Regions from separate parts of the Mus musculus genome. Here regions 1, 2, 3 and 4 are each linked to region 5. Evidence: chromatin contacts called from public HiCAR-type, HiChIP or PLAC-seq and promoter capture Hi-C data. All regions are on one chromosome and are shown on one strand. The core of a region is the stretch at or near the end of the contact, and the rest is flanking DNA. Distances in the headings are between cores, read along the strand shown.

The links. HiCAR-type assays count read pairs that join an accessible place to other places. HiChIP or PLAC-seq counts read pairs in DNA pulled down with a chosen protein or histone mark. Capture Hi-C pulls out chosen DNA fragments and counts their contacts.
Region 1: a HiCAR-type map of astrocytes shows a contact between it and region 5, with 2.3 times the contacts expected there. The contact joins the promoter of Kxd1 here to the promoter of Tmem161a in region 5. A contact is called at or near these places in 2 of 115 datasets of contacts at active chromatin or transcription factors (astrocytes and pancreatic cancer cells) and 3 of 9 other capture datasets (adipose tissue, liver and pancreatic islet).
Region 2: a contact with region 5 is called in a promoter capture Hi-C map of adipose tissue. The contact joins the promoter of Ssbp4 here to the promoter of Tmem161a in region 5. A contact is called at or near these places in 1 of 115 datasets of contacts at active chromatin or transcription factors (pancreatic cancer cells) and 2 of 9 other capture datasets (adipose tissue and liver).
Region 3: a FOXA1 HiChIP or PLAC-seq map of pancreatic cancer cells shows a contact between it and region 5. The contact joins the promoter of Zfp866 here to the promoter of Tmem161a in region 5. A contact is called at or near these places in 2 of 39 promoter capture datasets (pre-B cells and stem cell-derived epiblast-like cells), 2 of 115 datasets of contacts at active chromatin or transcription factors (bone marrow-derived macrophages and pancreatic cancer cells) and 2 of 9 other capture datasets (adipose tissue and liver).
Region 4: a contact with region 5 is called in a promoter capture Hi-C map of liver. The contact joins the promoter of Gmip here to the promoter of Tmem161a in region 5. A contact is called at or near these places in 6 of 39 promoter capture datasets (3T3-L1-derived adipocytes, HPC-7-derived erythroid cells, fetal liver and 3 more), 3 of 115 datasets of contacts at active chromatin or transcription factors (bone marrow-derived macrophages and effector CD8 T cells) and 5 of 9 other capture datasets (adipose tissue, embryonic stem cells, liver and 2 more).

The regions. Positions count from the first base shown.
Region 1 is chr8:70,521,869-70,524,568 of GRCm38.p6, reverse strand. It overlaps Kxd1 (KxDL motif containing 1), which reads left to right and starts at 1,389. Exons shown (of 5, transcript NM_029366.2): 1 at 1,389-1,506.
Region 2 is chr8:70,607,015-70,609,714 of GRCm38.p6, reverse strand. Ssbp4 (single stranded DNA binding protein 4) reads left to right here and starts at 1,401. Exons shown (of 18, transcript NM_001372473.1): 1 at 1,401-1,590. The coding sequence starts at 1,535.
Region 3 is chr8:69,773,552-69,776,251 of GRCm38.p6, reverse strand. Zfp866 (zinc finger protein 866) reads left to right here and starts at 1,341. Exons shown (of 4, transcript NM_177899.3): 1 at 1,341-1,462. The coding sequence starts at 1,460.
Region 4 is chr8:69,807,268-69,809,967 of GRCm38.p6, reverse strand. It overlaps Gmip (Gem-interacting protein), which reads right to left and starts at 1,281. Exons shown (of 21, transcript NM_198101.1): 1 at 1,148-1,281; 2 at 110-194. The coding sequence starts at 1,166. Atp13a1 (ATPase type 13A1) reads right to left here. Exons shown (of 26, transcript NM_133224.2): 25 at 2,633-2,700; 26 at 2,219-2,549. The coding sequence ends at 2,439.
Region 5 is chr8:70,171,147-70,173,846 of GRCm38.p6, reverse strand. Tmem161a (transmembrane protein 161A) reads right to left here and starts at 1,439. Exons shown (of 12, transcript NM_145597.4): 1 at 1,407-1,439. The coding sequence starts at 1,409.

The DNA of each region.
Region 1 (2,700 bases), core at 140-2,639, 350 kb before region 5:
AGACTCTTCCTGTCCTGAGTTGTCACTGCTGTCTGCTTCTCTTAGCACCCAGGATAGTTGTAAAGTTACAGGCACTGTACTATGTGACCCATGCCACAATCAGAGAAGGAATAGTCAGGCTCAAGCCTAGACGACTCATTTGATAAGATTTTAAATCCCTGGAATAGAATGGGGAATTTAAAGACTATGGTAAGGTATACAAAGATTGTAACTCTCTGAGTATCCAGTTATGGGAAAAAGCCTGAGGTTACTTATGATCAGGACTTTAAAAACTACTACGGGGGGCTGGTGAGATGGCTCAGTGGGTAAGAGCACCCGACTGCTCTTCCGAAGGTCCGGAGTTCAAATCCCAGCAACCACATGGTGGCTCACAACCATCCGTAATGAGATCTGACTCCCTCTTCTGGAGTGTCTGAAGACAGCTACAGTGTACTTACATATAATAAATAAATCTTAAAAAAAAAAAAAAAAACTACTACGTTAGCTGGCCATAGTAGTACATACCTTTGATCCCAGCACAGAGGAGGCAGAGAAAGACAGATCTCTGAGTTAAAGAGCAACCTGTTCAAAACACTAAAGGGCATTCCTGGACAGCCGGGACTACACAAAGAAAGGAGTAGGAGAAGAAAAAAAGAAATCAAATACTGCCTTGTTTGCAAGAAATCAGCATGCCAGCCTCTGCCTTTTTTTCTATGCTGAAATCCTTTTTTTGCAGAAGGCATATTAAAAACGGTTTCTCTTATTTGGACGTACAGAAAAAGTCCCAGAAAAACCAGAGATAAAAAGAGAAATCTTGTTTCATAAAACCAAAACTGGCCGGTCCTGGTGGCACAGGCCTTCAATCCGACCACTCAGGAGGCCGGTAGATCTCTATGAGTTCGAGTCTGGCTTGGTCTAAATAAGCAAGTCCAGAACAGGCAGAGCTCTGTTACACAGAGAAACGGTCTAGAAAAACCCAAACAAAACAAGTCAAATCCCTGCATCTCTTTCACCAGACTCTTTATTAGAGAGAGGGGATTATTTCTCACAATACCGAGTACCAGGCCAGCCTGGGCTACAGCGATACCTCAAAAATCTGAAAGTCACACATGGTGGCATACAATGGCGTACACGCCATTTCAGGATGACCAGGATTTTAAGGGTAACCTAGGCTCCATGGCGAGCTGGAATCCAGCCTGAGTACATATGACCTTGTCTTTTTGTTTACTTTTCGAGATAGGGTTTCCTTGTGTAACACTGGATTGATAAATAATACATTTAATTGCCCACTTCCGGATTGCTTAAAAGCCATGTTTGGGACACAGCGCGTGCGCGTATCTAGTGCTGCGATTGCTCATCCTTTTGGCGTTCACGTTAGGGCTTCTACAATTTGGTCCTCCCGCCTCCTCGCGGTGAGTACGCGCAGGCTCCTAGGCGCCAGGACAGGGGGCGCTCGTGGACGCTCTATGATGACGTAAGCGCTAGGGCGCCCTCCCGGAAGCGCGAGCCAGGCCGCCAGATGTGCAGGTGCCGAGGCTGGAGCCGCCGGGGCCGGGCAGGGCGGGAACTCGGGGCGTCAGGAGGCCACGGAGGGGAGGGAGGGCCCATCCTAGCTCGGGGACACAGCCTCAGTTTTCCCGGATTCGCAGCGATAGCGCGGGCCAATCTAGATGGAAACCCTAGTTGTGTGACCTGGAGCCCTGAGCGGCTTGGGGTGCGCGTGTACCTCAGTTTCCCCGCTCAAAGGGGCGGGGACCCCGTGTTTGTTTGAGTCACGCCTTATCTGGTTTGGTTCTTTTGTTGTTGTTGTTTCTCCTTCAGAGTTTGGCCGGAAGAGTTGAAGTCCGTTTAGAGGACTCGGGCCGGACGGCTCCTTGTGCTCCTACTGTGACCTTGAGGCTCAGAGCCATTCCAGTCAGCCTGACATTCCTGGGGGAGAGTTAGTGTTTCTTTAGATGATAGCTCAAATTAGCCTCCAGTTCCTGGTAATCATCCTGCCTCGGCCACCCAACTATAAAGAGAGTCATTAAAATTTTGAGATAGCAGCCCAGACTGGGGCCTCTGTCTCCTTGAAATGCATCTTCCTCAGTCTCTAAAGTACTGGGATGACAAGCGTGAGTTACCTCATCTGCTTGTGTTGAGTCTTGTTTTGGATTAGGGTCTCATTTGTTCCAGGCTAGTCTGTAACTCACAAAGCAAAAGTGACCTGAAACTTCTGCTCTTACTGTCTTCTCTAGCACTGTGCACGGGCAGGGCATTCACCACACCTGACTCTTATTTGTTTATTTCACGTATGTGCATACATAAACTGTCGCTGTCTTCAGACAAAGCAGAAGTGGGCACTGGATTCCCATTACAGATGGTTGTGAGCCACCATGTGATTGCTGGGAGTTGAACTCAGGACCTCTGGAAGAGCAGTCAGTGCTCTTGACCGTTGAGTCATCTCTCCAGCACGTATTTATTTAGACAGTCTTATGTGTCTCAATCTCGTCTCCCACTCATTATGTAGCGCAAATTAACTTTAAACTTACAACAGTCTTCTAGTCACCTGAGTGCCAGGATGGCAAACATGAGCTGTCACACCAGGCTTCTGTTTTAAAATAGGGTTTCATGCATCTTAGGGTGGCCCAAAACTCAGTATGTACAGCCCAAACTGACCTTAAGCCCTGAAGGACCCAGGGCTTCTGCATGCTTCCAGTTCAGTCCCAGACCAGGACTGAT
Region 2 (2,700 bases), core at 152-2,651, 440 kb before region 5:
GGCGGGGAGAGGAAGCTGGGGGAGGGGGTGGCGGGCCAAGCAGGAAATGGGAAAGGCCGGCGTCGGCCCAGCTGAGCCCTGGGGGAGGAGGCGGGGCGCGCCCCGGCAGCCTTTCCTGAGCGCCTGGAACCACGGCGGCTCGGCTTCCCGCCCGCCCACTAGGGTGGGGGCGGGGAGGCCCGGGCTAGGGGATCTGCCTGCACCAGGGACACCACGCGAGACTTAGCGCCGTGGTGACCTGCATGCTGTCACACTCACACAGGAAACCTGAGCTCATGACTGCGCCACCGGGTGCTGACGACCCACCTGTGCGCAATCTCCAGCAAGTCCCCACTAAACCCGTCGTGTCCAACCGGGGACACTTGCAGCGATAGCAAGCCTTAGCCTGGATGCTTCCCGACGCCCATGCGCCACGACCCCTCGTGCTCTCACGGGGCCGCGTGTTATACACGTGCGTCTGCGCTGGAGTGGGGGAAAGAAGCATGCTCTCATTCCCAGCGTGCACCCAGAGGTGGAGGCAGGAGGACCACCTGTTCAAGGAGCCTTAGTGAAGTAGAGAGCTGGAGGTCAGCCTGGGCTACAGGAGACACCGTTTTTACTCCGACTTTGAGACAGGGTCTCACTATGTATTGGCTGCTGTCCTGGAACTCGCCATATAGACCAGGCTGGCCTCGAATTCACAGAGATCCTCCTGCCTCTGTCTACCGCGTTAAGAAACACTTTCAGAAAAACAAACAAAACGTGCTTGGTCTGGGGTTCAGTCCTTACAACGCTGGCATGCATAAAAAAAAAAACAAAAAAAAAAAAACCGGGCTCTGTGCACAGCACACAGACCAGGCTAAGTGGCACACGCCTGTCGTGCAAACGCTAGGGAGGCTGAGGCAGGAGGATTAGAATTTCAGGGTTATCTGTTTTATGTGTTTGAGACAAGCCTGGCCTATATGAAACTCTCTCAAAAGGGCCCCTCACAGCCCGCAGCGCTGTATTGGCTCGCAGAGAGTGTCCTGGGAGTAGAATGTCATGGGCGCATATCCTGTGAGCCCAAGAGCCTAGTGCAGTTCCTGAGTCGAAACGGAGATATCCACAGCACCCCACCCCCACCCCCAGATCTGTACAACTGGGAGTCTTGCTCCGCAGCCGAGGTATGCTTGGAGCTCGCGGCCATCCCCCTGCCTCAGCTTCCCAATTGCACAAATAGCAACTGCTGGAGCGCGTCCCGGGCTTGAATATCTTTGGGGGGAGGTATTGAAGTCTGTACTTATTGGTGCGCAGCCTATTGGTGGGCAGTGCCGCCCCCGCGGGCTCTGCGCGTGCGCGCTCCCAGCGCGCGCGCGGGGGGGGGGCCCACCCGCGCTCCCGCCGTTGCCACTTTAAGAGCGGCGGGAGCGCGCGGTGGCGGTGGCGCGCTTCCCGGAACAGCCCGGGGAGGGCAGCGCGGCGAGAACCCACCCGCGGCCGGAGCTCCCGCGCGGACATGGCCGCGGGGATCGGGGCGCGGGCAGCGATGGCCACGCGCGCCTGACAGGTGCGGAGCATGTACGGCAAGGCGAGCAAGGGCTGCGCGCCCTCGGACGGGCAGGCGCGCGAGAAGTGAGTGCGCGGTGCGGGGCCACGCGGGACCGGGGACCATGGGGTCACGCGAGACCAGAATGGTGCGGGATTTCAGGGGGGACACAGGAGATCCCGAGGAGATCGGGGAGTGACTGGAGATCAAAATGGTGCGGGATTTCAGGGGTACACACGAGATCAAGGGGCTCATGGGGTCACGCGAGACCAGAAGGGTGTGTGATTGTGGGTGTGCGAGACCTGAGGGTCCTTTGGGGTCACAGAATACACAAAGGACAGAATATATTGAGGTACTCGAGTTCCAGGGTCTTGGTGGGGGGGTCACATGAGATAGAGGGCATGGGCATGAGCTTGAGAGCTCCAAGGGGGCTTGGGGTCTCAGAATACCTGAGGGGACAGGAAATCAATGGGTCAAACAAGAGCCAAGGGGTTGCTGGGGTCACGTGGCGGTTCATCGGGTGCAGGATCAGGGGCTCACTAGGGAGTCGGTGGTGTATGGGAGATCAGGAGTTAGGACTTGAGCGGTCACAGGATGCCCAGGGCAGGCACAGCATCTGAGGGTTGTAAGGCCTCGGGAGTTCTGGGGTCACACAAACCTGACAGGTGTGAGCTTTCGGGGTTGGCTGTGAGACCATGGCACTGGAGGACAGCTTCAGGTCTTAGGGCCGCAGAGTCCCAAGTATCCAAGCTGGAGATTTGAAACAGGACACGTGGGTTCATTGTGGCTGCAAATTTGAAGAGGTTGGGTCGGACCCTAATGCCCTGCGGGGTGTTGGGGTTTTGGAGGTTTGCGTGGAAGTTGGACTCCACTGTCGCTTGTAGGCAAAGGTGCGGATTCAAAGCCTAGAGAGGTGCAGAGCCTGACCATGGCGGTCCCGGGACACCTCCCGGAGTCCCAGGTGAGCCAGAATGGGTCTGGCTCTAGACGCCCCACATTGAAGATACAGGGTGCGCTGCCCAGGTGGACAGGCTGTGCTCTAGCTTCCAGTGAGGACACGCCTGGGCTGGCCTTCCTTTCCGAGGTGCCTGTGTGGAGAAGTAGGTGAAGCGGGAACGTTTGAAGTGTGCTGGGAGCCCAGCACTCACCTTTGAGGTGTGAGTGTGGAGGCCTGGATTGTAGCAGGGCCTGAGGGG
Region 3 (2,700 bases), core at 92-2,591, 400 kb after region 5:
CTTGATTGTGGTCTAGGTAATGATACTGCCCACTTTTAGGAAGAGCCTTCCTATCTCAACTACCCTATTTAGAAACACCCTTACATACATGCTGGAGGGTTGCTCCTATCACTTTGACAATCAAGACTAATCATTACACGACTGAACACCACTCACTGATCTGTTCATTGACTCCATTAGCTTTGCTGGGTTTTTCCTTCTTATTGTTTCTACTGCCAGTACTCCCCCACTTCTTCTTTAGTAAAAATGGGTGAACGCCTTTTTCCCAGCACCCGTGAAGCATAGGCAGGTAGACCTCTGTGTTTGAGATTAGCCTGGTCTACAGAGTGAGTTCTAGGATAGCCAGGGCTATACAGAGAAACCCTGTCTTGGAAAAAAACAAAAAAACAAAAAACAAAAACAAAAACACCAGGATAGCTAGGGCTACACAGAGAAACTCTAACTCAAAAAACCAAAAATTAAATAATAAAATGTTCTGATGATTTAGTGGCTATGTACGTGTGTGTGTGTCTGTGTATATTTATGTGTGTGTGAAGAACACACTTGTGGAGGCCAGAGGACAACTTTCCTGAGTTGGTCTTCTTCTACTATGTTCATGCTTAACCTACTAAGTCATTTCCTTGACCCACGTCTTCAATTTTCTTTTTCTTTTTCTTTTTGCTTTTGTTTAAATTAGAATGTCTGTAGAGGCCTGGAGAGGAGAAACGGGGGTGAGATGGAAGGATAGAGAGGTTTTTGGTTTTTGTTTGTTTGTTTGTTTTGGTTTTTTCAAGACAGGGTTTCTGGTGTAGCCTTGGCTGTCCTCACTCTGTAGACCACTCTGGCCTCGAACTCAGGAATCTGCCTGCCTCTGCCTCCCAAGTGCTGGAATTAAAGGTGTGTGCCACCACTGCCTGCACTGCCCGGCTGGATAGAGATCTTAACTGGAAGAACACACATGCTATGAAAATAGAGGAAATGAATACTTGTGTTAATGTGCAACCTGGGACAGATGTATAAACCATAGATGTTCCTTACTCAAATTCCTGATGCCTGGAGAACATCATGTCCAGTTATAATTTGACCTTCTAATTAAAACTGACCTGAGCACCTTTCTAATTGTGAGGCAGCAGGATTGCTGCAATGAGCACTCGGTGTGCACAGTGACGACTTGGTGATGGAGTACTGCTTTACCAGGGAGAAGCTAGTTCTGCTTAGAAGCAAGGAGGGCGGGGCTATGGCTGTCATTTGAATCCCACACTTCGGCTTTGGAAGCTAGTGTCACTCAGGCTTTGGTAGCCAATCAGGTTCTAGAACCGTGCCGTCTAATCAGGACTACTGGAGAGCGGCAAGAGGCGGGTTCTTCACGGCCGCCATATTGTGGCTCGGCTCTGCGGCACAGGGAGGTGCGGTGTGTTGTGCTGTGAGCGCTGCTGCCGGGACCAGTGAGGAGAGCGCGGGCGAGTTCGGAAGCCGCGCCATGGTGAGCAAGGGCCGCTGTCCCTGCCCGCTGTGGTGGATCCTCCCCGAGGCTGGGGCGGGGCGGCAGCGGCATTCAGTGCTGTGTGGCGCTGGGCCCTGTGTCCTCTTCGCCGTGGTCCGCGCCTGCGCAGAGCGCGGAGCCTCCCTGCGGAGGCTCCGCCTCGCGCAGGAAAGAGTCGGTGCTCTGTCTGGGGCAGGCGTTTTATACAGTCCTGCTTTGGGTATCTCATCAGAAGGTTGTAAAACAATAGGTCATCTAGTTTCTGCTACTTTCTAGAAGTTCTGAATTTTCATGTAACATTTAGGTCAAAGCAATCAACTTGAGTTAATACTGTGAATTTTAAACTTTAAAAAAATTATTATTTTTTGTGCATTGGTATTTTGCCAAAATGTATGTATGTCTTTGTGAGGATGTCAGATCCTCTGGAACTGTTGTTGAGCTGCCATGTTGGTACTAGGAATTGAACTCAGGTCCTCTGGAAGAGCAGCCGGTTTTCCCAACCATTAAACCATCTCTCCAGCCCCAACATTGTGAAACTCTATTTAATTTCTTGTCTATAGACATCGGTTCTGCTAATAACCTTTTGCTATTCTGCCCTTTGTTGAGTTTCCTTTGCTACTTTGTCAAAAAAAGGTACACACACACACACACCCCATATATATATGTGTGTGTATATAACATGTGTATATATAATATCTATAACTATATATATACACTTTAAGTCTGTGTGCTGTTTCTTTGGAATTGTGTGGACCATTTTCGTTTTTTTCCACTCTCCACATAAACTTGAGAATCAGTTTCTTAATTTTTCATAAGTTGTTAGGATTTATATTGTGATTATTTAAATCTTAGTGCAGATTGAGGAAACATGACGTTCAGTTCTGAAGCTTCCTATCGCCATATTTATGGGGTATCACTATTTTGTGTTTGCTTTTTGTTTGGTTGGGGTTTTGTTGTTGTCTTTTTTGCTTATTTTGTTTTTTGTTAGGTCTGCTTTGGCCTAAAACTCACTCTGTAGAGGCTGGCCTTGAAATCATAGCCATACACCTGCTTCTCTCTGCCTTCCATGTGCCAAGATTCAAGGCATTGTCTCCCACTGCCCTGCATGGTTTTGTTTTGTTTTGTTTTTTGTTGTTAAAAATTATAGTTCTTGCTGGGTTGGTTGGTCAGTCTACTTTTAACCCAGCACTTGGGAGGAAGAGGTTGGCAGATTGAGGCTAGCCTGGTTTACATAGCTG
Region 4 (2,700 bases), core at 32-2,531, 360 kb after region 5:
CTGTCTTAGGCTCAGGAGGTTGGAAGTCAGGGTGTCTGGATGTGGGGCAGCATGATACCCAAATAATTAGGGAGCTCTGCCCAATGTGGTGACACAGGCTCAGACTCACACGTTCCCCAATGATATCTCGAGGTTGTCCAGGCTCTGGAAGATGTCACTGTATCTCTTCCTGCCCTCAGGAGCTGGGGTTAGCTCTGGGGGAGGGAAGTGTAAGAAAACATGAGCCAACCAGTGTCTCTCTCCACCCATTAGTAGTGGCAAAGCAATCCGAATGTACCTCAACAACCACTCTCAAGCAGAGGTGGGAAGGGGGGCGGGCGGAGAGGGGAGAGAAGGAGGGGGGAGGGAGGGGGACAGAGAGAGAGAGAGAGAGAGAGAGAGAGAGAGAGAGAGAGAGAGAGAGAGAGAGAGAGAGAGAGAGAGAGAGAGAGAGAGAGAGAGAGAGAGAGAGAGAGAGCGCTTCGGTGGGGTCATTTCTGATTCCACAGATGGATCCAGGTAAAATCTCAGAGAAGCGTTTGCTCACAGCCACAGGGACACCATGCATGGGAGGACCCATAAGCAAAGGAAGGAAACAGATGCAGCTGCCATATGAATGCTGGAGTAGAGGGCTGGCTTGACAATGGAGCCACATGGACCCCAGGCCAGACAGATGGAAAAGCACGTGGGACACACAGGCACTTAGCCTGCGGTATAAACACACGCGAGTACCGCTGAAACCACGAGGGACAGGACTGAATGACACTCGATACACAAAGACAGCCGGAAACATAACCCAGTTCTAGCCACAATTCTGCCGCCGCCCCCTAGCCTGATGCCTCGGGGCTACCTGCAGGAATATTGGCCATGACACCCTGCCCCCATCCATCCTACGATCAGAAGCAGAAGCGGCCACTTCCCCTTCCTGGGCCCCTTCCCCCAGGCATCCGGGGTGCCCGCTCTGGCGGGCAATCCGAGGGCTGAAGGCTGGCGTCGTGAGCACTGTGCGCTTCAGGGGTCTCCAAGGTGCTCGGGGATCCCCTCGTTCCTTCCCCTGTCAGTACTCCTTTCCCGGCTGTCAGATAGCTCAGGGGTAAGTTGGGTTTTCTGGTTTAGGAACTGAGGAGCGGTGGTGGGAGGCCCCCCCCCTTCGGTCCCCACCCCGTACCTGTCTCCGCTGAGTCCATGGCGATGCCCGGGGGCAGGGGGTGGGGTGGGGAACGCGCGGCAATGCTGAGAAAGGGACAGGGCTGCGCGCCGCCCGGGACCAGCCCGATTTCCTGCCTCTGCCGACCCAGTGGTGTCGCCCCGCCCCAGCTATGCCACGCCTCGAGACGACCACGCCCCTCCCGGAAGTCGCCATCGCATTTGACTAGCTTCCAGAGTTTACCCCAGTAGAGGAGCCCCAGCGAGCCAGGGGTCCCTTCTGTAGATTTCTGTAGCACCCTAAGTCCCTGTAGCACTCTTCCAGCAAGCCGGGGATGTCTGCCCCAGAACATTCCACACCCAGCGACTAGATTTAACTCCCCGCCTAGGCTTTTAGATCCAGGGCACTCCTGTGAAGAACTGCAATGAAGGACTGCAATAAACCCCAAATCTCCAGGGCAGGCTTATTTTGTTTGTTTTGTTGTTTTGGAGACAAGTGTCTCACTATGTGGCCTGGCTTGGTTTATTTGGTGTGTGGGACTGATTAGCCTCCAACTCAGAGATCCCCTGCCTCTGCCTGCTGAGATTAATGATGCACACCAGGGCTGGAGAGATGGCTCAGCAGTTAAGAGCACTGTCTGTTTTTCCAGAGGTCCTGAGTTCAATCCCTAACAACCACATGGTGACTCACAACCATCTATAATGAGATCTGATGTCTTCTTTTCTGGTTCAGCATGAAGAGAGAATAAATCTTCAAGTAAAAGTGCAAACCACTGTCTAAGTGGGTGAGGCTCCTGAGGTGGTCGGCTCCCTTTCAAAGCAGTCAGTGGTTTTAGGGCAGGCAAGGCCACAAACACCTTGCACTGTGACCTCCATGCATGTAAGGAGGCTATCCACGGTGGCCAGTGACAGTGCGCCTGACAAGAGAGAGGATGTGCACGACACTAGAAAACCTGAGGTCCTAGGTCCAGGAACGCCCGCAGAGGGTGTCTCTCTCCTCTGGGCCTGTGGTAATCCTAGGCCCTTGAGTGACCACCTGGCCCCTCCAATTCCCAGGGGGCCCTGTGTGGCACAGATATAAGTGGCAGCAAGCTTTATAAAATTGCAGACGCCGATTTATTTACCAAAGGTGCTAGCCAGGACTCTTCTACTAGCCCGGCCAGCGGATGCCCACAAGGGTCCCAACTCAGTCTTCCAAGAGCAAGGCAGGGCTGCCTCACTGTGGAGATGGGAGCAGTGCTCCCTCCTGGGGCAGCGGCGGTTTTCCTGTTCAGTGGCAGCCAGGGTAGGCAGTGGATACCAGCACCATCTTCTCAGGAAGGCACTCTCAGCTTCGGAGTCCCCAAAAAGAACTGTAGGACACGGTCAGCCAGGAGTGCCAGGCAGAAGTCCAGGGCCAGGACCTGGCCGATGACCAGCTTGAACTGTCAAGAAGGAAGCAGGCTGAGCTGGGTCTGTGGCTGAGCTGGGCCAGGCTGGGCCAGGGCCACTGCTCAGAACCACTCACCTCTACAGGGATGTCCACAAGGCCAAACTGGCTGTTGAAGTCAGGTGAGGAACCAAGGAGCAAGCCAA
Region 5 (2,700 bases), core at 190-2,689:
CAGCCTAGTCTATAGAATGAGTTCTAGGACAGCCAGGGCTACACAAAGAAACAATATCTGAAAAAAAAAACAAACAAAATAAAACAAAACAAAACAAACAAACAAACAAACAAACACAAGACAGAAAGAAAGAAGAAAGAAACCAAGGAAAGAAGGGAAGGCCAGAGATAGGTTGATTTCCTATAGCCCAGGCTGGTCTGGATCTCAGAACACAGCTGAAGGTGACCCTGAACTGCTGGTCCTCCTGTCCCCACTTCCTGAGTGCTAGGGTGATAGCGTGTACCCACACCCAGTTTGTGCAGTGCAGGGGTGGAGCCCCGTCCATGCTAGGTAAGCACTCTACCAAATGATAGACGCCAGCTCTCCATCCCAGGAAGAGTTCAGAGCACAGCTCCACAAATCTTTCAGAAGGAAGCTAAGTCAGGCTCCCGCCGACACAGCACTCATTTCTGTAATTATCTAATTATATACACTGTGTGCCACTAGAGCTGCCTGCCTGCATTCTGCTTTCATACCCAATTAACATGAAATACAGATCAATATAAAAATCTGTCAGCCAGGTGTACTGGTGTACAATTTTGCTTGGATTTTTTTGAGACAGGGTTTCTCTGTGTAGCCCTGGCTGTCCTAGAACTCACTCTGTAGACCAGGCGGGCTTCGAACTCACAGAGATTCACCTGCCTCTGCCTCCCAAGTGCTAAGATTAAAGGCATTTGCCATCACTGCCCATCAACACCAACAAGTAAGACCCTTTGTAAATAATTTTTAATGGGTAAATAGAAAAAAATAAAAGGACTGGGACGCTAGAGAGATAGCTCAGGGCTTAAGAGTACTGATTGCTCTTCCAGAGGTCACAGGTTCAATTCCCAGCATCCATTTGGCAGCTCACAGCCCTTTCTAACTCCACTCTCAGGGAATCCTACATGTCTTCTCTGGCCTCTAAGAACAGCACACACACACACACACACACACACACACACACACACACACACACACACACACACACACACACACACACGGTAGACAGACATACATACAAAACATTCATACTTAAATAAATAAAATAATGAAAAATAAAAAAAGATTTTAAAAGACAAACAGAAAGCCGTGAATAGTGGCACAAGTTTGACATCTCAGCACTCCAGAGCCAGGAGAATCAGAAGTCCGAGGTCCCCATAGGCTACGAATAAGTTCTAGTACAACTTGGGCTACATGGGACCCTGTCAGAAAGCAAAGATAGCTGCAATCCCAGCTCCCTCACTCCAGTCCAGAGCCCTAGCTTCACCTCCCAACGCGTCCAGCACCACTGACTACACGACACTTCCAAATAGCCCGCGCGGTTTGGGGAACCCTCTCAGCTCAGTTAGGCCGTTCTCCACCCCGGGGATCCCAGAGGGCCTGCTCACCATGTCCGCTCCCTGGGCGCACAGCGGTACGAGGCTGGAGGCGGGGAAGCGCTGAGGTATCTTGGCCAATTAGAGACAGAATGCTGTTGACGAGCATCCTGGGAAGTCAGTCATCGGGCTAAGAATGGGATGGGTGTGCGCAATGCATGCTGGGAACTGTAGTTTTAGCTGGAGCATGAGGTCGTTTCGTCTGCTGGCTTTTCCTTCTTTTTTCTTTTCTTTCTCTTTTTGCCCTTGCCGTGTGTGTGGTGTGTGTCGTGTGTGTGCCGTGTGTGTGTGTGTGCGTGTGCGTGTGACAGAGTACCTATGTAACTTCTGCTGGTCTGTCCTGAAATTCACTCTGTAGACCACGCTGGCCTCAAAGTACTGGGGATTAAAGAAAGCCTGTGCCACCACTACCCGGTTGGTTTTATTTTCTAGTATGTATCTGTATCTTGTGGGGTTTTTTGTATTTTGCACGTAGCTGCAGTCCTTGGAGTCCAGAGGAGAAGGCCAGATCCTTTGACCCTAAAGATACATGTGGTTGTTTATTGGTTGAGAAGAGGGCTTAGACTGAACTTGGGTTCCCTACAAAAGCAATACTTGCTCCTAGTCAACTAACCAACTTTCTAGCTTTCTAGTTTTGTTTTTACTTGGACGTGGGGGGGGGGGGGGGAGGAGTTCTTACTTTGTGTGTGGGAGGACATTGGATACCTTGCTAGAGTCAATTCTCTCGCTATCATGTGGACCCCAGGGGATCAAACTCAGACTTCACAGAAAAAGCCTCAACCGGCTGAACAGGCTTGCTAACCCTGTTTGGTTTTAGTAGGGTCTGAACTTCTCTATGTAGACAAGGATGACCTTGAGGTTCTGATCCTGCTGTAAAATGCTCAAGTAACAGATGTGTCTCACCATGCCCGGTCAGTGTTCTCACTCACCACGGATGGAGCTCACCATGCAAACGTAAGACCTGTGTTGTATGAGCGACCTCCCCAGCTCACTACACCATCACCCCAGTTCAGACAGTAGCCTGGATGTCTGTGTGTGTGCACGTCACTCTCTGAGCCACACCCTCCTCACTAGACAGCCCGGCATAGTGGATCGCATAGCTGTCCTCTCTCTTAGAGAGCTAAGACAGGAGCATGTTTTAAGACTAATGACAGCCTAGGCTGTGTAGCCAGACTGAAGCCACTAGTGCTTCATATTTTAAGACTGTCTCAAAAACAAAACAAAAAACAGGAAAAAAAAATAAAAACCAGGGCCGAACGTGGTGGCGCATGCTTTTAATCCCAGCACTCGGGAGGCAGAGGCAGGT